Regions from separate parts of the Drosophila melanogaster genome. Here region 2 is linked to region 1. A link is a contact called in public Hi-C data. All regions are on one chromosome and are shown on one strand. The core of a region is the stretch at or near the end of the contact, and the rest is flanking DNA. Distances in the headings are between cores, read along the strand shown. Region 1 overlaps RasGAP1 (Ras GTPase activating protein 1). Region 2 has its middle 7.3 kb from the start of mir-276a.

Evidence for each region. Hi-C and Micro-C count contacts between places; a contact is called where the count stands out from the background.
Region 2: a contact with region 1 is called in a Hi-C map of the Kc167 cell line, with 2.7 times the contacts expected there. A contact is called at or near these places in 3 of 107 Hi-C or Micro-C datasets (the Kc167 cell line and the ML-DmBG3-c2 cell line).

What each region holds. Positions count from the first base shown.
Region 1 is chr3L:9,845,268-9,848,461 of dm6, forward strand. RasGAP1 (Ras GTPase activating protein 1) reads right to left here. Exons shown (of 5, transcript NM_168382.2): 2 at 1-172. Among named protein-coding and RNA genes, the nearest start is that of Cdk8, 8.2 kb to the left of the region's middle.
Region 2 is chr3L:10,370,956-10,374,149 of dm6, forward strand. No RefSeq gene overlaps it. Among named protein-coding and RNA genes, the nearest start is that of mir-276a, 7.3 kb to the left of the region's middle.

The sequences.
Region 1 (3,194 bases), core at 469-2,968:
GGAATCTTGAACTGGTGCTCCTCGCCGAAGAACGGCGTCAGTGTGCGTTCGATGGTGGGTGTGCGGCAGATCTCCTCCTGGTCCAACGCAATTGTGCAGTAGACATCGCGAGTGCCCTGTGTGCTGCAGCTAGTGTTGGCCGCATTGCGACTGCTCAGATTCTTTGCCTCGCCTGGAATTAAACGAAAAGAAAGGTATATTAGTACACTAATTTATATTGGCTACTACATTCATATACACAATTTATCAAGCTTAACGAGCAAAGCGCGTCCGTTTTCTGTGTGTTTGTTTGTTTAGATTATGGTCTTTGTTCAAGGTGAATATAATTAACTAAAGATTAAGTGATTAGCGCAAGTGGTCTTAGAGTAGTATTCGGTTTAATCTTGCATTAAAGCATTTAAATCAGTTTATATTTGCGCCTAGATAAGTTTCTAACCAAAAACAGTAGAAGAAGTAGCCATCTATTAATGGCGAAAGAAGGCTTTAAAAATTGAAAGCCAATAGCCTCATTACGAGAATTTCTAATGGCCCAATCACACACTTTCTCCCAACCGGAAATACTGTTAACAGCTATCAAGCATTCATTAGCATAAATTAATATAAGATTATCCCCTCCAATTTCGTATCAGCAGCTGTTTGGCCTTGACACCTGCCAACTTTTGCTGGTTTGGGGATGTAAAATCACAATCACAATCAATCGCGCATTACACCATACATATATATTCCAGCGGGCTCTTTTGATTTCCGAATACGGATGGACAGCGGACGTGACTTCCTGTGCGAGTGCTTCAATGCCTATAGTCTATATAGCCCATATGTGTTTAGTATTGTGAACCGATGGCTGGCTGGTGGTCGACGGCATTGGTTTATGGATGCTCCGCCACCTGGGGGACACAACAAATACATACGTACATATATAGTTCGCAAGTGGCTGGCGCTTGGCTAGACCGAGTGGATTGTAAGCGGCGTTGATAATAAACGGCAAGGCCTTGATAAGCGCAAAAGGGTGAAGGCGCCGGCCTACCCACAAGGCAAGTACTATAAAGTTGCTCAATGAAAGAAATTAGCGGCAGTCAAGCGGAAATATAATAAGTGCACGCACACCAATGCCGAAGTGCGTGTGCCGTATCTGTGTGTAAAAGCCGAAATCTGTATCTGTATCTGTATTTGTATCTGTATCTGTAACTGTATTTGTATCTGTATCTGTATCTGTATCTGTATCTGTATCTGTATTTGTATCTGTATCTGTATCTGTATTTGTATCCGTTGTGGCCAAATTTGGGTTTGCCCGCTATTCACAAACTTCCATGATTAGCAACTTGGTTATCATACCTTATTCATTCATTCGGTTTATTTACGCAAATATCACAAAATTGTATACTATAAAAACATTCAAGATCGTTTCAGATGTTCAAATAGCTCGCTTCTACATTCCTAATAGCGAATTACTCTAGTGCTGACTTGTGGTTAGTCTGTAAACATGAAATATGGCTCGGCTATCAAATACCCATTTCAAATCTGCGAATCTTACACTTTTTAGGATACATTTGGGGTAGAGCTTCCTAGCATCGAAAAGAATGAATTGCAGCTTAAAAAAAAGACCTTCTAAGCTGAGGACCGGATGGCCCCGCCCGTTTTCCGCCCCTGTTGACACAGCTGGGCGGTGTACCGCGTGTGTGTGTGTGTGTGTATGAGTGGGAGGTGAGGCTATATAGCTTCGATTCGCCATTTGTGTATGTGGCTATCACCTCGCGACTATTATCAATGGGGTTATACGTTGCGTATGTGTGTTGGCAAAACAACGCCACTTTTCACAATCACAATCGCACAGTTTCACACTCACGCTTCGCTTTTTGCCTTTTTGCGATAACAAAGACATACGTTTTCTTTTTCCTACATACGCCTGTGTGTTTTTATTTCTTTTCATGAATGAAAAACCCCACAGACAGTAGCACATTTTATAAGCAAAGTAAATTAAAGCAAAGCAATCGAAGAGGCAAAAAGCAAACAAACGGAAACAACAAAACGGCAAATGACGAAAAACAAGAGAGTTGGAGCAAAAAAAAAACAGTAAACTTCATTCATAAAATAATAGTGGTAGTAAATCTATGGTAGAAAGAGGAAGTTGAACGGGGGAAACCCGGCCAGAAAAAAGTGTTGAAATTTTTGGTTTCTGTGACGTATATAATTTATTTATGCGTGTTTTTTTATGGCTTTGCCTTGTCATTGGCTGTCCCACTGAATGTTTTTATTACTCAAATCGTTTTCGTTTAAAATACCCTTGCATTGGGTATAATAACTTTGTCCGCACGTTTGTAAAATATCTGATATCAAACTATACCACACGTTGCTTGTGAGTCAAAGCATTTTCTAAAGGGTATAAAACTTTCGGCTTGAAAAAGCTTAACTTTATTTGCCGATCTTTAGCGAACAGCCATGCAAAACCGGCAGACAGGCAAGCAAACTTTTCTAAATTTAATGACATAATCGGCGGAATTTCGCTTATTCATTGAAATAAAAAGGAATGAATACAGAAGCGATAAGAGGGGAAAATTGCAAAACGAATTCCATGGAATCGAACGAGCCCCCAACCAGGAGTGGTGATGAAATCATATTTCGAACTTGCCATTTCGCTTAGATATGGAATTAATTTCTCGCCGGGCTCCAACGTTTCGTCGTAGTCCGTCCCCTATATCCGACCTTCAGATGCATTGAGAAACCAAACACACCATGCACAGTCGCAGTGATGGGATGAGGAGGAGGATCGGGTGTATATATATATCATCTTACATATGCCAAACACGATAAACGGAACCAGAGCTCGATGAACTGGGAAAAGCCAGAAGGTTTATGCATGGATAAAGTCAAGCGGAAGTTGGCTCATCGATTTTTTTACATTTCGGCCGGAGGATCACTATGGAATTTTTTTTTGCACCACCCTGAGAACGGAAGTCGCACGATCTCTTTATATCACAAGGAAAAAGTCCAGCATGTGTGGCATATCAAATCAACTGGAAGCTGTTGAAATCACTTTTGAAATTACAAAGCATTTTCCATTCCCCCCAGAAACCTAATCATATCAGGTATTATTATTCTATCAATCGAAAGTTTCAAAATTATACATTGTTTACCCAGAGGCCAATAAGGGTGACCTGCCCAATTAAGCAGATCGCTGGAATCCACTGGATATATAT
Region 2 (3,194 bases), core at 331-2,830, 530 kb after region 1:
AGGCTTAAAACACCTTTTTAATTGATACTTCAGAATATTTTATAGCCATGCCTTTATTGCTATATTTATATTTTATTTTTTCTTTCATTTGATATTTAACAAATCGAGGATTTGTTTTAAATTAGGAAGGTGTATCAGTTGTTCTTTTTTTTCTGAGTGTGCAAGGTCCAGTGGCTCTTATGCAATCCACGCAGTTGGCCGAAAAAGTTGCGCCCCTTTTTTTTTAAACTTCTGTTGGTTCTGGCCACGTGCCTTTATCGCACTGGGAGGGAGTGAGAGGGAGCGGCGCAAGAGGGAGGCAGAACTAGTTCAAGCAACTGTAAAAGCCAACCTCTATGGGCTTCGCTGTTTTTTTAGCCGCCACTGGGTGTCATCAACCTCAAACGTCTTTTGTCTTTGGCTTCGGCTAAAAAATAAAATGAAATAAAGAGCCCAGATGACAGGCTTAGTTGAGGAACCGATGGAACCGGTGGTTCTGAAAGGAAGGTGCGGATGCACAGGACACAGGACGTGAGCCACATGTGACTCAAATGCTCAAATGCCAATGAACCCAGAAGAACGAACGACGACGACCAAACCAGGAAGTAAATTTCTGCTTCCTACATCAAACGCACTGGCTGGCGGCAACAGGTGTACATAGCTTTAGACCCTCTTTTCCCGCAAGATTTCCCATCATCATTGCCATCGAAATAAAATATACTATGAACATGATATCTGCGTCAGCAAATGGATGCCGCTCCTGCATCTTGTCAAATGCCATTTAGATAAGTAAACGATCGCCATAATCTGCAATCTATAAGGCATATATCCATAATGGCATTTGCATAAATTAGATATGTAATTCAGTGACCGGCGGGATTAGTTAAATGCAAAGATATCGAATGGCGCGAAAGGAAACCACTTTTGAAGTTGATTAGACTTACACTACACGCTATTCTAATTATTTTCAATTTCCAACAGATTACGTTTTAAATGTAACCATATAAGTAAACTCATTATAAGTGAAGACATATTTTTTTAAATGCAGAGTTACTCAAGTGAAGAACAGCTAGACACATAAATAAGATCATTTTATATTATTATATTCAATGGCAGCAAATTGCAAAAAGGAATATATTTATAATGCGAAATATTGTGATTTAACTTAGCTGAAACTAAAATCATTAATCACATTTTAAGCACATACATCTCTTATCTCCTTTGGTTGCTGTATAATTAAGTTTTCCATATATAATTAATACTTTCATTCGATTATTTTATTCCCAGTATGTTTTTTTTTATAGAGATAAGTTAATGGTGACCCCATGACAGAGACTTGGTCATCGACACCGTCATCCCAATCTCACACTCTATAGTTGTTGTCGTTGCCTGTTGCTGTTCGTTTAGCTACTCAAACCCTTTTTATGCAAATTTAAGAAAAATATATGAGTGAAAAATATAGCAGCAACAAAATGCTGTATAAATTTATATATATGTATGTATATATAGAATTATGTGGATGTGGATGTTCGTGTGTGGAGACTTTGTAGATAAATTTGCATATTTCAGTCGTTCATAATCCAAGTCTTCCTTAAGTCGAAGTCTGAGTCTGCGTCGCAGACCTTAAGGGGAAATCAGCCAAGCAGCAACGAAATCGACAACTAAAAAAATAAGTATATATACATATATTTATAAAAAAGAAAAAAAAAGTACAGGAACAACCTGGCTACGCGTCACTTTGAGAGGCGTCGAACCATTTGAAATGCCACACCTAACTAAATTTAGGTGTTTTTTCTTCATTTTACCTTGCGCCTACTACCAAGTTTGTTGTTTATTCCTCCGCATGTTTTTAATTTACCATATTTTTTTACCACTCAAAGGAGGTAGAAAAACACCTATATCACCTAGGCAATTTCTCCTTTTCGAATGAAGGAGGCGGGGTGAATCTCTAGTCGGTGATTAGCATTTTTGTTGAGTATTTAATTTGATTTTATTGAATTTGTTATCACGCTGACAAGTTGCCGGACCACTTAGCGGAATCGAGGAAACGGTTATACACAAATATTTCAATGCTTTAATGTTTCCAGTTTTTGCGTTTTCGATTTCGTTGTTTTTTAGTTGTATATTTTGTTAGTTAGTTTATTTGGCACAAGACACGTGCGTCTGGAAAAGTTCTGTTGATGACATAGAACGGCTGTCGCACATCATCACACCCTAAAAACGAATTGTCATAAAAAATATTCACGATTTCATTTTAAACGTTGAATTAATTTTAAGCTTTTGCCGGCAGATCCTTATCTATGCTAAAATGTTTGCCAAAATAAAACAACGCAAGCCATAAATGTGACTAAGTAGGCAGTGAGTAAGCAAACACGAAAAATCCATACTAATTAATTGTTCAATCAGATAACACTTGACTTTTGATATAAAGACATTTCATTTCCCTGCTAAAAAAGATATTTCACAAAAAGAAATTAATGGCAGATACGAAAGTCTTCAGTGTTGTTGCTGGAGCTTCATTAATTTGCTGCTTGTGGCTAACAAACTGTATTTTTTTCCTGTTCATTTGGCTAATTTATGACTGGCGTTGGCTAATTTTGGCAGGCACTGTGTCGTCAGCACCCTAATAACAGTCAAGATAAAGAGAAAAATTGGTAATAAGGGGAAGAACAATTCGGGTTTAATGATCTTCGATTGATAGTGTATTATTTTAGTGAGTAAGAGTGCCAAGGATTGTCTATAAAACTGTATTACAATAAAAATATAGTACAATAAAAAATAATATTAAGTAAAATAACTGGTATTTCAATTAGGTAGAACACTAACCATAGAAACCAATCGAAGACAAATAAAATAATTGTGTGATTCCCACAAAAACAATAAAATCCAAGTATCATTTATTGGTTCCAACCTCGTTTGCTATTTCGTTTCACCTAGCAATATACATATAACCGGAAGATTTGGCATATGAACGCACTAAATCACTTCACCAAGGCGCTTGGAAACAACATGTCAACAAAATGAGCAATTCAACAAAGTTTAGCAGCCAAGAAATATAGCTATGGAAAACAACAAACAAAATGGCAACAGGCAAAAAACAAAAAAAAAAAAAAAACACATAGCAGCGAAATGAATTCGCCAACAAACGAAAACATTATTCATTGAATGTCTATAAAGACAGCGGAAAAAAAATACATTTATAAGCGATCTATGCG